Regions from separate parts of the Zea mays genome. Here region 2 is linked to region 1. A link is a contact called in public Hi-C data. All regions are on one chromosome and are shown on one strand. The core of a region is the stretch at or near the end of the contact, and the rest is flanking DNA. Distances in the headings are between cores, read along the strand shown. Region 1 holds the start of LOC100279315. Region 2 holds the start of LOC103634306 (fringe-related protein).

Region 1 (7,754 bases), core at 3,753-6,252:
TTCTCGCATTTGTGATCTATTGTGTTCGCTCGGTTCCTCTGGCTCACCTATATAAGCTATATCTTGTATTTGTTTCACTTTTCTACTATTGTTTCAGCTATTAGCTAACCACTCTGTTTCAGGTATTGCATGTACGAGCACTAGGAGAGCATACCTCCAAAATGAGTGTCATCTAAGAGGTGACATAATCGGGTGAAGGGCGACAATCACATTTCTTGAGAGTGTTTGTAAGTGGTACTGACTACTCACTTTCTCCTCCTTTTCCTGGTACGATTGATGCTCCATCCTCTCCTTCCCGGCGCGGTGATTTGGTGGTGATATGCACAACTGCATATCTACACTGCACTAGACTAAACCAATCGGACACTATGTCTATCACTAGGTATGTTCTAACCAATAAGATTTTAGATTAAAGTCATGTTAGTCACTATTTTTTTTATATGTTCTTTATGTATAGATCACACATGCACTTTTCTAATACCACCAAACTATTGTTTTTTCTTCTTTTTTCTAAGTTAAATTGCTACTGAAAATATCTAAATGTCTAACACGTATTACTATTTTTACTATATCATCGTACTCTATTTGTATAGTATTGTTTTAGTTAAACATAATAGATATATTAGTACACATCGTATCTAGAGCATCATAGGTCTTTTTTTAAGAAACCGGAGGGGCTTACGTCGTCCCTAGCGTTGTAGGCTCTGTTGTTCATAGTGTTTCTCATTTTAACCCAATGGCCGATGGTTTAGGAACCAACGTAGTCTTGCTGTCACTTTGTGCGTCATCCTAGGAAATTTCGTGCCGTATAGGTCAATGCAGAAAAAAAAACAAACAAATCAGTGTGAATCCAGAGAGAGAGAGAGAGAGAGAGAGAGAGAGAGATTTCGGTGACTAGTGGAAGAAAAAGAAGAAGAAACCAGTGCCAAATCAGTCAACTGCAAGGCCTACTTCGCATACCTGTTGTTAGGTTCAGGGAAGACCAAAGAGCCTATACCATTCTACCAGCAGAGACGTAGACCTCCAACTGCTATTTCTCCACCAGTCACCAGCTGAGGTAGTACACGGTAAACTACTTCATCAGAAGCTTCGCCACGCGGTTGGCGGTTGCTCTCTTTCTCCGTCTCCCCAGCAGCATCGGGCTGACCAGAACTCAGTAAAACTAAACCGGGGAATGGTCGCCTTTTTTTTTCCTTGGCAACCAAGGACCGATACCCTTTTTGCCGAAACTGGTACCGTCGCAAAGTCGCACGGCGGATTTTCCTAACGCGGCCGTGATTATAATTATAATGGCATCGCAGTGACCGGCCCGCCTTTTTCTCTCTATAAACGACCGACCGACCGGCCGACCATTTCCAATAATTTCGGTGGAGTCAGGAGCCTCGCCACTCGATGGCAGATGGGAGCACGAAGAAATGAATCGCCGTCTCCCCCCACGACGTTCCTTTATTTCCTTCCTTTCCAGCACGCGTCGCCCTCGGCACAAATTTCCGCCGCAGACTGTGCAGGTGCAGCTAGTATGGTTCACAAATTCACCTGGTTAACGAAATATCCAGCTGGGTATAGGACGCCGGACGGGACACCCCGGTTTGGACTTATTGGAAGCCTCCCTCGGCATCCCAATGTCACGCGCATCCTCTCTGTCGCTGCTGGCTGCTGCTAGACTCCGTAGCCATCTTCCTCCTTCCGAGCTCGCACCGGCGCGGCGCATTAGAGTTAGAGAAGGGGTCGACGCGGACGGCCTCGCTTTACAGCTCGAAAGCGCCGGGCACGCCCACGCGTGTTTTCTACCGCCGCAGTGACAGTTAGGCGGCGCGCTTTATTCTGCGCACCCACCGAGCCAAGCGACCAGACCCGCCGGACCCGATGATTGGGCCGCCGAGCCGATCCGGTTGGTTGTGCCGTGTGCGCGCCAGGACAGTGCTCCGCGCCTCCGCTACGCTGACATCTCTTCGGCACCCGATGTGGACGGACACCTGACCTCCCTCGCTGGAGCTCCAGCCCAACGCATCTTGTGCGTGCGTGCGTCGTTAGGTGGCCCTGTGCCGCTGTGTCGAGCTGAGCTACTCGCTCGCCGTTGCAGTCGCGATGGTAACATGCCAAACAGGAAACGCCGTCGCCGACACTCACCTCACGGGCAGGGCACGCCCCCTGTCCTCTTTTTTTCGGCCAGAACGATTCTGTCCAGGCGTAGAGACTAGAGACGTGCTAGAGTCGCTCCAGAATTCAACTTTGTTTCCGTTTTGTTTGTTTGGTTTTTTTTTATTTTTATTTCGTTTGACCTGTGTACGCCGGCTGGATCATACCCGTTCTGTCATCATCTGCCAAACTCCCTGTACCCCTTCCTTCGTACCAGTTGCTTTTGACTTTGCATTTCGCTGGGCTGGGCCACAAATGAAAAAAAAAACCTAGAGTCTCGTCTGTACGTCTATTGGTCCTCGGCGCCTTTGAATCAATCAATGAATGGATTGTCGGTAACGTGCGAAGCTGCCAACATTTCCACGCCGATGTGACCACCGGAACCACCACCACTCCTCCTCGAACTTGTTCGGCTGCGTCCAGATTGATGAGATTAAATTTTATTCTACTCAATTTTGACTAAAGAGAGATTTATTGTGTGTTTGATTCGTGGCTAACCGTGTCACACTTTACCTAAGGTTAGTAGTTCGAATTAAAAAACTAACTTTAGACGAAAAAGTCACATAAAATATGGCAAGTTAGGTAACGAATTAAACAGATCCTTAATCCACTTTGATCTAGTCGTAACCGAACAATTTCTAATAGGCGCACGTACACTGAACAGTGAGCGTGTCGTCCGTTGCCGCCGGGGTGGTGAAGGCGTCGGCGTCCGAGGAGTCCGGCGATGTCGGGCCCTGACGTGACATGAGCGGGCAGTGCGTCGTCGTTGCCGTTTTAGTTGTAGTAGGCTAGTAGCACGGAAAGGCGCATCAGCGCATGCATGCTGCTGCTGCTCGGCGGATTCCAGATCCCGGTGCCTGGTTGTTGGGGGATAAATACCACGTCGAGCGAAGCAAGAATATAATGGTGTTCCCGTCGCTGTGGCAACGGCAAGCGCGCGGTGTGGATCCATGCCACCAGCAAAACCCGGCTCACCAGTCGTGGGCTCGTGGCCATCGCGCCGGTAAACCCGGGAAGGGACATCGCTGATCAGCACTCACTCCGTGCCCGTAGGATCTGCCCAATAATAAAAAGCTACCGAATCAGCCGTCTTGAGTCGCTAGCTATTACTATCCGATATAAGTACGCAGTGGTGCGTCTAGATCGTGTTAATCATGAGCTGATTTTTTCCCGCGATTCTAGTATTGATCTGCGGTTTCGTGGCTTGATTGGGGTGTAGTACTCGCTGCAGCGGGATCGTATCGAATCGTAGATAAACAGGAGTAATCGATGAGGAGGAGGAGGAATATCGGGGGCACGATTGATCCCTGGATCTCCCACGCCGATCGAGCCGGAGCCGGACACCTGTAGCCTGTAGAGCGCGCGCGGTCTCGGTGTCGGTCTCAACAATGATTGCGACAGAGTGGTGGTGGTGGAGGCCATGCATGGCCGTTAGCTGCTAGCAGTGGCACAGCAACAATAAGCCAACAACAACAACCTGGTTGGCACGTCGGAGGAAGCCCGCGGACGACAGGATCAAATCAATCCCCAACCCCACGAACGCGAATACAATAAGCGCGGCACGCACCGTGCGGTGATCGATGCGGCCGACGCAAACGTACACCACCAGCGTAGCTAGCGCCAACACCCCGGGGCCGATCGAGCTGCGGCTGCCCCCACCGGCGCCGGAAGGCCGTCCGTCCGTCCGTCCGGCTGACCCAACCACCGGGCAGATCGAGAGAGCACCCATGCATTGCAGTCTTTGCAGACCGGCCGGTGAAAACTGCGTCACGTCCACCTGTCATCCGGACTGGCGGCGGCCTAGCTATAGCTAGCAATCGAGCGCCGATCATTGCGGCACCTAACACGGGCCCCCCATAGCGATTCGGGTGCACGAGCGAGGCAACGTCAACAGTCCATTGCTAGTCACCCCTCCAAATCCTCCGCGGCTAGTAGCAGCAGTAGTGGTACCACTCACGTAGGCCGCGCACCGGTTATGGAAAGGGACTCGCGTGGCCGTACGTGGGGGCAGCGGGGTTTTGAATGATCGCGTGATCGTACGCCGCAGTGGCCAGTGGGGGCCGGAACATACGATACGAACTGGGATGGGGACTTGGGAGTAAGAGTAAACCAAAACGGAGTTGGTGGGTGTGTGTCTCGGCTTCTTCCGTTCTTGGCGAGTCTCTAAACTGAGTTCAGACCGACCTAGTACGTGGAGGACAGGCGAATCTAGCCCTTGAGTTCTTGACCAACAGCCAAAACCTACCAGTTACTCCGTATTACGTACCAGTAATCTACTCCCTCCTTTTCCAGTAATCTACTCTCTTAAAACACCTTACAATTCAGAACCTAGGTAGAACCGAAGAAGAAGAAGAAGGATGCAAGTCCAAAACAAACCATCGCTGTTACACTCAGACCAAGCAAGCGTCGATGTTTCTTTCTTATTCTTCAAAAAAAAGGCGTATTGGTACTTCGCCAACTATCCCACGATATCATGCATGCTGCTAGAGGGTCCACAGAAACTCCCATGCGCGCTCTCGGAAACGGAGTGGATATATGGGAACAGACGAGCAGTAGCACTACACAGACAGCACACACCAAAAGGTCTGGGGCTCGCAAAAGGGCAACGTGCAGTCGTATGTCCACACGCGCGACGAAATCTGGACCAAGATAGTTTTTTTTTTCTCAAATTTTTTAACAGGTGTAGCAGCAGTACCAGTACGTGAGCGTGCGGCCACGACCAAACCTGTCGCGAAATCAAGGAAGGGCCCCACCTGCCAGCTGCTCGCACGACTCGTCAAAACCGGTACAAGTCCACCGAGAGAGGCCCAGTACTGGGAGTGGGAGGGGGAGGCACAGGCACCATAACGCGCGCTTCAGTTCCGGAGGCCTCACCGCCTCACGCAGGCACGCACATCACACAACGCCAGCGAGAAAGAGCTCTCGTCCGCACCACGGCGCAACCAACGGGGAGAAGAGGAAGGCAGTGAGCTGTCCCGCGCGTGCGCGCCCCGCCTCCCGCCCGCCCGTCTGATGAGGAAGCTCTGCCCGAACCTCGAGCGCGACGACGCGCTGGACACGGTGCTGGAGGTGCCCATCCCCGAGGAGATGTTCTCCGGCGGCGGCGGCTCCCGCGGCTCCACCAGGTTCGGCTGCACCAACGTCAAGGCTTGGATGCGGTCGCACGCCGCCGACCGGTCCGGCGCGGGCGAGCCGTGCTCCATGACCCGCGGGGAGCTGCAGCTCATGCTGGGCGTCATCGGCGCGCCGCTCATCCCGCTGCCCGTCTACCACGCCAACCAGTCGCCCTGCTCCGTCCTCTGCGAGCAGCTCAAGGCCGATCCCATCGTACGTACGACGACAGAACGATCGAACCCGCATTTTTCTCGGTCTCGTCGTTTTACTGATCGGCTGATGATTAATCCATCCGTCTCTGTGTGTGCGCTCGTACGTGCTGATCCCAGGAGTCGTCCTCCGCCAAGTACATCGTGCAGCAGTACATAGCGGCGTCGGGCGGGGAGTGGGCGCTGAACAAGGTTAAGAGCATGTACGCGATGGGCAAGGTGCGGATGACGGCCGCGGAGCTCAACAGCAGCGACGCCGACGGCCACGGCGGAAGCACCGGAAACGGGCACCACCGCGGCGGGAAGAAGGGCAGCAAGGGAGGGGGCGGCGGCGGCGAGATCGGCGGGTTCGTGCTGTGGCAGAAGAAGCCGGAGCTGTGGTGCCTGGAGCTCGTCGTGTCCGGCTGCAAGATCAGCGCCGGCAGCGACGGCAAGGTGGCGTGGCGCCAGACGCCGTGGCACCAGTCGCACGCATCCCGCGGTCCCCCGCGCCCGCTCCGCCGTTCGCTCCAGGTGCGTAGCGTACGCCCCGCCTCCGCGGCCGCGCGGTTTCGTGTACGTTTTCCCAGCTAGGTGTGGTCTCGAGTGCTTTCCATACGCGTACGCACGCACGCACGCACGCATGCCGTCATCGCCACCTAGGACTTGTCGAATGTACGGTCGCGTAGCATTGCTAGAAACGTACTGCGTACTCATTTCGAACCCCACCCCCGTAAAGTTTGTTCAAACTCGCGGTCAGATGAGCCGATCTGAATCTGATGTTGTTGCTATTGCACGTTGGCCCGGCCCGGACGTACTGGTACTGGGCAGAGCAACCCCATTTGCTAGAGGCCAGAGCTGCTGGACATTGCAACGGACAATGATGCCGCAGCACGTAGCATGTACACGTCTGCTCCAGTCCCAGTGACAGCACAAGCTCATCATCGCATAGACAGACAGATGCCTGTTGTGTCAGGGCATGTCGATCTCCGCTTGCATATACTGTCGGCAGGACAGAGCAGGCAAATCGAACGTCCACGCGGAGCAGAGGGTATCATGATTCATGAGGGCAGCGGTGTCGTGGGATAAGGCCGAGCGGTTTCGCTCATCGGGAGATTTAGGCGCCGGTCACTCAGTACACGCAGACTCGGAGGCTCACCATCAATGGCCGTGGCAACATCATGTCGCCGCCCGGGAGCGGGAGGGGTCTCAGGGTCTGTAATTAGCGCAACAGCAGGCAGCAGCTGCGCGGAGGATACACACGCGTAGGCGCTTAGCGCGGGGCAGCGTGCGTGATTAGGGGTCGGCCCCAGCCGGCCGGCCGGCCGTGGTCCTTGGCACCCCCAACGTGCGGCCATGTGCGCGGGCACATCACGTGGACCTGGGCCTAGTGAAATGAGACCCTCGCGCGCCACATCGATCGGTTGGTGGCGCGCGGCAGCCGGTCCACCCGACTCTCTCCGCTAATCGCGCTGCACCAACCTGATGGCAATAAGCAGCAACGTACGGGCCGACCGACAGTATAATCTCGTTCCTCCGCCACCATTTGACCATCGAATCGACTAATACTTACTTGATTGCGTACCCGACACTACTCGCGTTTACTAATGCTGCTCCGTGTGTACATTGCATTCGCAGTCGCACACATGTCACGAGTTTTCTTTTTTCTTTTACTACCTCGATCGAATGGACCGCAACGGCACGCTGACTTCACATGGCATTAATTGACATGCAGGGCCTCGATCCGCAGCTGACCGCGAGCCTGTTCGCGGACTCGGTGTGCATCGGCGAGCGGAGCATCGACGGCGAGGACTGCTTCGTGCTCAAGGTGGAGGCGGAGGCGTCCAGCCTGCGCGCGCGCAACAGCAGCAGCGTCGAGATCATCCGGCACACGGTGTGGGGCTACTTCAGCCAGCGCACGGGCCTGCTGGTGCAGCTGGAGGACTCGCACCTGCTGCAGATCAGGTCCAGCGGCGGCGGCGCCGGAGGGAGCGTCTTCTGGGAGACCACCATGGAGTCCCGCCTCGGCGACTACCGCGCCGTCGACGGCGTCAACATCGCCCACGCCGGCCGCACCGCCGTCTCGCTCGTCAGGTTCGGCGACTGCCAGGACGGCAACACCAGGACGCGCATGGAGGAGGAGTGGAACATCGAGGAGGTGGACTTCAACATCTGGGGCCTCTCCATGGACTGCTTCCTGCCGCCCAGCGACCTCAGGGAGGGCAAGGAGAGCCAGGACGTCGCCGTCGTCAAGGCCGACGCGCGCCCGCCGCCGCTGAGGATACCGGCGGTCACCGTGCGCGTCGGGCCCTC
Region 2 (7,754 bases), core at 2,618-5,117, 350 kb after region 1:
GCCATTGGGCCCCCTTTTTGTGCTTGGCGGTTCCATCCGAAGGATAGCTTCGATCTTGCTTAGGTTAGCTTCAATCCCCTTCGTTGAAACTAGACATCCAAGGAACTTACCCTTCTTCACTCTAAAGACACATTTTTCTAGATTTAATTTCAGGACAGCTTGCCTGAAATTAGCAAATGTTTCTTGTAGATCAGTAATGCGATTTTCTTGCTTCGTGCTTTTTACTATGATATCATCAACGTATGTCAGCACATTTCTGCCTATCTAGGAATGAAGGACCTTGGCAATCATTCTGCCGAAGCTTCCTCTAGCATTCTTGAGCCCCTCAGGCATCCAAAGATAGCAATAGGTGCCACTAGGAGTTATGAAGCTAGTCTTCAGCTCATCCTCCTTCTTCATCCATATTTGATGATATCCTGAGTAGCAATCCAGCAGACTCATAAGCTCTGAAGAAGCTGTTGCATCTACAAGAGAGTCTATTCTTGGTAATGGAAATTCGTCCTTTGGACAGGCCTTGTTAAGATCTGTGAAGTCAATACACATTCTCTATTTGCCATTGGCCTTCTTCACCATAACAGTATTGGCTAGCCACTCTGGATATTTTACCTCTCTGATGACACTAGCACTGAGAAGTCTTTTTACTTCATTCCGAGCACCTTCGACTTTATCATCTTCCGAATCCTTTGCTTTTTTGGCCTGAAGGATGGGTCGACATTGAGTGAATGTTCAATGATGTATCTGTTGACACCACAGAGATCATTGGCCGACCAAGAAAAAACATCTTTGTTGTTGAATAAAAACCTTATCAAAGTTTTCTCCTACTCTTCAGATAATTGAGACCCCAGCAGTACCTCCTGCTCTGCTATGTCTTCACATAGAAGCATGGGCTTCGGCTGATCAGCCGAAGCAGCCTTCTCTCTTCTGTACTTGTATTGTTCACAAGCTTCGGCTCTATCTATATTGTGGATCGCTTTTGAGTCTGTCCAATTTCCTTCGGCCTTTCTGGCAGCTTCTTGACTTCCATGAATAGCAACGGGCCCTTGTTCCGAAGGTATCTTCATGCATAGATATGCTGAGTGAAGTATTGCTTCAAAAGCATTGAGTGTTCCTCGGCCAATTATTGCATTGTAGGGGTATTCCATGTCGACAATGTCAAAGACAACCTGTTCAGTCCTTGTGTTATGAACAAAGCCAAAGGTTACTGGCATTGTGATTTTACCGAGTGCCACAATCTGTCTTCCTCCGAAGCCGCATAGAGGATGTGTAGCATCGTAAATCTTGTCTTCTGGCTCTTGCATCTGTCTGAATGCCTTAGCAAATATGATATCCGCTGCACTGCCTGTATCAACCAGGACATTATGAACCAGAAATCCCTTGATGACACAAGATATGACTATAGCATCATTGTGAGGGTAATCTTTGAGCTGGAGGTCCTCCTGGGAGAAGGTGATTGGGATGTGGGACCATTTTGACTTGATGAAGGGTCCCTACACCCCAACATGCTGCACCCTTCTTTGTGCTTCCTTCTTCTGCTTCTTGTTAACCGGCTCTGAACTTGAGCCGCCTATTATCGAGAGCACCAGCTTCGTAGCCAAAGCAACTTCAGCTTGATTGTTGAACGAAGCCATCAGCTCAACAGTGGAAGTGAGTTCACCGGAGGTGGGTGCCAATGTTGGGGACTTGTTCTCAAATGCTATGAGTTAAGAACAAGACAACACAAAAATGTTAAATATTAATGTCCTTCGTCCTTCGAAGCATTATTTCTCTTAGGATATAATGATCTTCAGACGAAGGTTATGAAAAACATACCTTCATAAATATGACATATAAATAGAGGATGAAGCTTATGAAACATAGGAAAACAACATGAACAATTATATGATATCATAATATAAACTTCTATTATTAAATAATCATGAGTATATGAAAGCAATATCAAATTACATTTGTACCTTAAGTTTGACAGAGGACAAAGGTAAGATGTGAAAGCGTGAACAACACGAGGTACTGTTCACCTATTTATAGGCACAGGGCACAGCTTGTGTGAATTTACATTCATGTCCTCTACAAATGATTACAATCATAACACAGGTTATTGTGGGCCGATTAGTCATTTCATTTTTAAGTTGGTGCATCTAGAAATACGCTACGAAGCTCCCTGATTGGCAGCTTCGACATTGTTCCTGTTCTGTCCTTCCAAAGGTGTTTCTTCTCACAGGACCTTCGACGACGAAGTAGACCCCCAACATGAACCACCGTCTTTAGGTTGTACTTGTCCTTATCATCTCACTTGTTTTAAACTCTACCCTATAAAAAGTGCAGTATACATTGCAAAATAATGAATCTATTCGCTGTAACTACTTGCAAACATGTTCAACTTTGGCTGCAAAAACAATTTGCAATACAGTCATAACTGTGAACAGGTGTAACCGCAGCCAAATAATTGCAGTTGATCAGCTTGAATGTTTTCAGGTTCATATGCATGCTCTGTTGGAGACGGCTAAGAGTGTATCTATCTCACATCTCATCCCACCACTATTTCAAACTATATTTTACAACCACGTAAATGTAGTGTTTTATCCGACCATATACATGATTCATTGGCCATAACCTAATACTTTAACCGTCCAAGAAAAAAATCATACTTTAACCTTTCCAATTGAGGGTTGTTTGGTTTTTTAGAGGCAACATCTATTTTGGAGTAAATTTTAGTGAAGATACTTAAACTTGTTGTAAATCAGTGTATTTATAAAACCATTTTTTTGGTCCCTAAACCTTACTAAATGTATCATTTTAGGTTGTTGGGTCAGACAGGTGGACCCTAACCCTTGGGAACGGGTGAAAAATACGATGCTCGACAAAACGTTGGGAGTGGAACTGTAGCGTCGGGAACAGGTGTGAAATGCGACGCTTGACAAAATGTTGGGTGTGGAACTGTAGCGTCGGGACTCGGGAACAAGCGATAAATGCAATGTTCGATAAATGTTGCTTGCGAGCAGCAACGTTCGTCGGGCGGCAACGTGCGGACTGCGGAAGGCGTTCCAGTAATCCAGTGCGGCGGCGTTCGGAACAGCGGAAGGCTGGACTGCTGCCAGAAACATGGCTAGGGCGTGCTTGTGACGTGGGCTATGGCACAAACGTAGCTGGGCCATCACCGCGGCCCATCAGCGCTAGGCGGAAGGCTGATTTAGCCCAAATAAGCGAATACAGTTTTTTTTGTATTTTACAAATACACATGTATTATGCACTTTATATACTCATTTTTTTAACAAAAACTTGGGTATTTATTTGAGTACATATGACACTTTAATAAAGGTTATGACTCTAGTTTTACAATAAGTCGTTTCTGCTAAACGTTTTGCAAGATGGCTTTAGTTCTAAAAAAAGTTGCTTTTTAGGAATAGAGCTGTTTTTTGGGCCCTGCCAAATAGACCCTTAGCTAGTTAAAGTTAGTAGGAAAACATTAGATCGTGATATTCAACTCAAACCGAGCCTTAAGTTAGTCATATGCATAGTTTCATTTTTATATGAAGGGTCACCGTGGATATGTGCTTGCAGCGTAAGTGTAGGTCCAGAAATTGAAAGTTTTGGTTATAATAAGGGAAAATTAAGACTCCATGAAACACCATTAAAGACCCAGTCAACATAGAATACAATCAAAAGATTCAAACCAGAACAAATTACCCCAGGGCCATCATGAGTTGAGCTAAAATTTAGTTAAATACATATTGAAGTGGCACATAGATGCAATGCAAAGTGAAAAATACTATAAATGTTGATAAAAAACATATAGAAGACTAATTGATCTCTAGTTTCAACTTTTTTAAAAGCTAGAGATTGTACAACTAGATCTATTTGGGTGGAAGAAGCTCGAACGAAGCTGAAATTGTTGAAATGAAACCCTCCTAAACAGGTTCTTAACTAAACTGTTCGAAAGTCTGTAGCTAATCTTAACCGTTAACTATTAAGAGGGCCTAGTTCCGCTTTCACGGTCTACTTCCGCTTTCATGAATCCGACCAGCTAGCCCCCACATGCCACCAAAGGTTTCTAATTCGGCCTACAATCTACAAACATATCTGGAAAAGAATAATAGATCCGAGACGATTTTGGACCGGAGCCGGTGGGTGCATCAATGTGTTCAAACTGGAAATCGTTCAAGGCTAGCGCCACATGCCGCATCTGAGGGCGCTGCCTCTGCCCTGACGCAAATCTTCCCAACGAAGCGGATTGTCGACATGCCGGCATCTTCTCTTTCCTTGCACGTCACTAGCATACATCCAAGTTTGCTCAACAGATGCTAGCAACATTTGAACCTGCCGCTCTAGCACCTGATCGGCTATGTTGAATCGTGGATGGTCCATGTGCTCGCCACCTAGGTGAAGGGCCGGAACACTCCGAGAAAGTAGACAGCGAAGGCGCAGGCGCGCAGCGCAGTAGGCTTTCCGATGTCTTCTCCACGGCTGCCGGCCGATTTGGCTAGAGCGGTGCGCCAAACGCGCGCCGGATCCAGCCGGAGGACCGGCCACCGCCAAACACACGAGCCTAATACGGCCTCCGTCACGGCTCACGACTCGCACAAACATGGACGCTGCGGCCTGCGGGTGCGGCGTGCGGGAGGGGTGCAGTTGAGCCCTCGAGACGAGCCTTTATCGGGAGGAGGTTAACGGCTCGGTTATCTCGGGGGGAGATATAACTATCGCGCCACCTGCCTTGCTTTTCAAGCGTTCCGGCCCAACCCTATCAAACCGAGAGTTAAAAAACGCGCGTTTTATTCCGGTCGTGCCACGCCCACGCCGCAGCGTCCTCCCGAGCTAAACGCCACATGCGAGTGATGATAATAAGGAAGGAATTGAAGGAAGCGCCCAAACCACCACAGCACCCACGAGGCCACGACCGCAGTATCGCCGCCGCCGTTTCGTTTCCTTATCGATCGTGCGGCGCGCCGGCGGGATATAGTAGCTCGAGGCGAGAGAGAGAGAGAGAGAGAGCAGCGCTAGCCTTCCGTTCCCATTCGCGCGCGGCCGCCACGATTCCGCCGTTCCCGCAGAACGGTGCTCGGAAGGGGCGCACCGCCAGCAGCCTCTGATCATCCTTCGCGGGGAAGGAACGGCCGGGGGTCTCGAGCCCCTGCCGGCCATTTCGCCCCGCCTCGCGGGATTCCCGCCAAGCCGTTGGTGTAGCGCGTGGAAGGCGGCGATCTCGGGCAGGGCCGGATGCTGCACAAATGGAAGGCCGCGGATGGCGGCGGGTGTGCCGGCGTCGCGGGCGGCGTCGACCAGCGCCGGCGGTGCGTGGCGGCGTCGCTGTCCACGCTGATAGCGGCTACGCTGGCGTTCCTTGCCTACGTCGCCTTCTTCCCCGACGGCGGCGCGCACGGGCTGTACCGGCTGTGGACGTGCCAGGACTGCGCGGGCGATCTGGGCGAGTTTCCCGGCGACGAGGCGGCCGCGGCTGACGGCCCTTCGGCCGCGCGCGCGGCCCGCTCGCCGACGACGCTGTCGCACGTCGCGTTCGGCATCGGCGCGTCGGCGCGGACGTGGGACCAGCGCCGCGGGTACGCGGAGCTGTGGTGGCGCCCCGGCCAGATGCGCGGGCACGTCTGGCTCGAGGAGCAGCCCGCGAGCCCGTGGCCCGCGGCGACGTGCCCGCCGTACCGCGTCTCGGCGGACGCGTCCCGGTTCGGGGACCGCGCGCCGGCGTCGCGGATGGCCCGGATCGTGGTGGACTCGTTCCTGGCCGTCGCGGGGGAGCTCGGGAACGGCACGGCCCGCGAGGAGGCGCGGTGGTTCGTGATGGGCGACGACGACACCGTCTTCTTCCCGGACAACCTGGTGGCGGTGCTGAGCAAGTACGACCACGAGGAGATGTACTACGTCGGGGCGCCGTCGGAGAGCGTGGAGCAGGACGTGATGCACTCGTACGGCACGGCCTTCGGCGGCGGCGGCTTCGCGGTCAGCTACCCGGCCGCGGCCGCGCTCGCCACGGCGATCGACGGCTGCCTGGACCGGTACAGGTACTTCTTCGGCAGCGATGAGCGCGTGAAGGCCTGCCTCAGCGAGCTCGGCGTGCCGCTCACCCGCGAGCCCGGGTTCCACCAGGTGAGAGCGTCCTTAACGCTAGCTGCTGCATATCTTTGTCTGCTTACTCCTAAGCATTTGCATGCTTCCTTCTCAACTGAAATACTAAAAAAGACTCAAATGACATTTTTGTTAGCGCTAAGAGTACACAACTTGCCTAATAATAAAAAAATGCCCTTTATAACCACCTTAGGTATATCGATAACGGATTTATAGTGCCGCAGTTTGACTGAACATCCTGATTCCATTCCATTTTCCTGCATCGCCCTGGATCAGGGCTTTTTGACCCAACCTTTCACCGTTCCCCACAGTGAAAAAGGCCTCGGCACCTTTTCTTTAAGGATCCCTTGTCCTGCGTAGCGTAGTGAATCCACCGAAGCATCTTTCGGCTGCTGCAAAGGCGAATATAGTTGCCTGCCTCCAGAACCTTTTCTGGAAACCACTGGAGCCCGGCTGTTGCGCCGTGGGCCGTGGCGGCGTGCGACGACGGAGTGACGGACAGTGTCACCGTGATGATGAGATAGATCATGGCCTATTCGATTTAAAGTTGCAGGACAGCGTGGTGTCGCCCTTGGCCGGACCCAGGTCTACATGTCCGTGAAGCCCTTGAGTTGAGCCGAGGGGCACGGGAACCCTCTCTCGCTCTCTTTCACCAACCAGTTCACCACCCCCATGTGGCCATGTGGCGAGGGGATCGAGCAGGACAAGCGTCGACAGACCACAAGAGATGACTACCCTAGCCAACCACCGCTAAAAAAGGACATCCTCTCTTGTTTTCATTTTTTGCCGGCACCACGCCAGTGCCAGTGCCAGATTGCCACCGCATTTCTTCTGCCGTGCCCCAGCCGGGACGTTAGGATGTCTCTGTTGGAATGTGAAAAATAGGAGAAGCAGAACTGTAGACTACACTCTTTGTAGAGAGATGTTTGAAATAAATGATGTGATAGAAAACAAGATTGACGGAACGTGAAAAATAGGAGACACAAAACTGTAAATGACACTCTTTGTAGAGAAATGTTTGAAATAAATGATGTGATAGAAAATAGGATTGACGATATGCTCGAGATGGTTGGCCTTAGTAGTTTCTATCATCCTCATCCCTACACCCTACCCAGATTTAAAGCTTATAAAGCTATTTAAGAGTGCTCTTTTAGCATACAACGTAACATGGTTGGATTTAAAGCCTAAAGCTATTTAAGAGTGCTCTTTTAGCATAAAACGTAAAATGGTTGGCTGGGATTAAATGTCTCTCCATATTAGACCGTCTTTAGCTGTTCATCCATGGTCATCATCCAAATCATTGTTTTTGCCCTAGATCATACTCTGTTTCTCCACAACTTAACAGTAAAAAGAATCTAATGTGCTTCCTCCACACCATCTTCTTGACCCGTCGTCTCCATCCCTTGTGCTAACTTGACACTTTCGGGCTACCATTGTGATGTCCCGTCTTTACCCTGGCCATGGAGGCCTTGCCTTTTTTTCCACGCTCATGACTCACCACCACCACCACCACCAAGCCTATCTGCTGCCGCCAACTTTCCAGATTATCGTGTTCTTCACATGGACCTTTAAGGATCTGTTAATGGTCTGTTTGAAAGAGCTTTAAGTCTGAAAATCAGATTGCGCTGAAAAAACATGTTTGAGAGAGTTTCATGGTATATCTACTAGGTCGGCCC

Evidence for each region. A called contact is a pair of places that touch in the nucleus more often than the background predicts.
Region 2: a contact with region 1 is called in a Hi-C map of endosperm, with 2.2 times the contacts expected there. The contact joins the promoter of LOC103634306 here to the promoter of LOC100279315 in region 1. A contact is called at or near these places in 2 of 25 Hi-C or Micro-C datasets (endosperm and leaf).

Annotation. Positions count from the first base shown.
Region 1 is chr1:38,808,677-38,816,430 of Zm-B73-REFERENCE-NAM-5.0, forward strand. LOC100279315 reads left to right here and starts at 5,003. Exons shown (of 3, transcript NM_001152336.1): 1 at 5,003-5,466; 2 at 5,583-5,975; 3 at 7,177-7,754. The coding sequence starts at 5,152.
Region 2 is chr1:39,160,029-39,167,782 of Zm-B73-REFERENCE-NAM-5.0, forward strand. It overlaps LOC103634306 (fringe-related protein), which reads left to right and starts at 3,868. Exons shown (of 3, transcript XM_008655863.3): 1 at 3,868-6,099. The coding sequence starts at 5,215.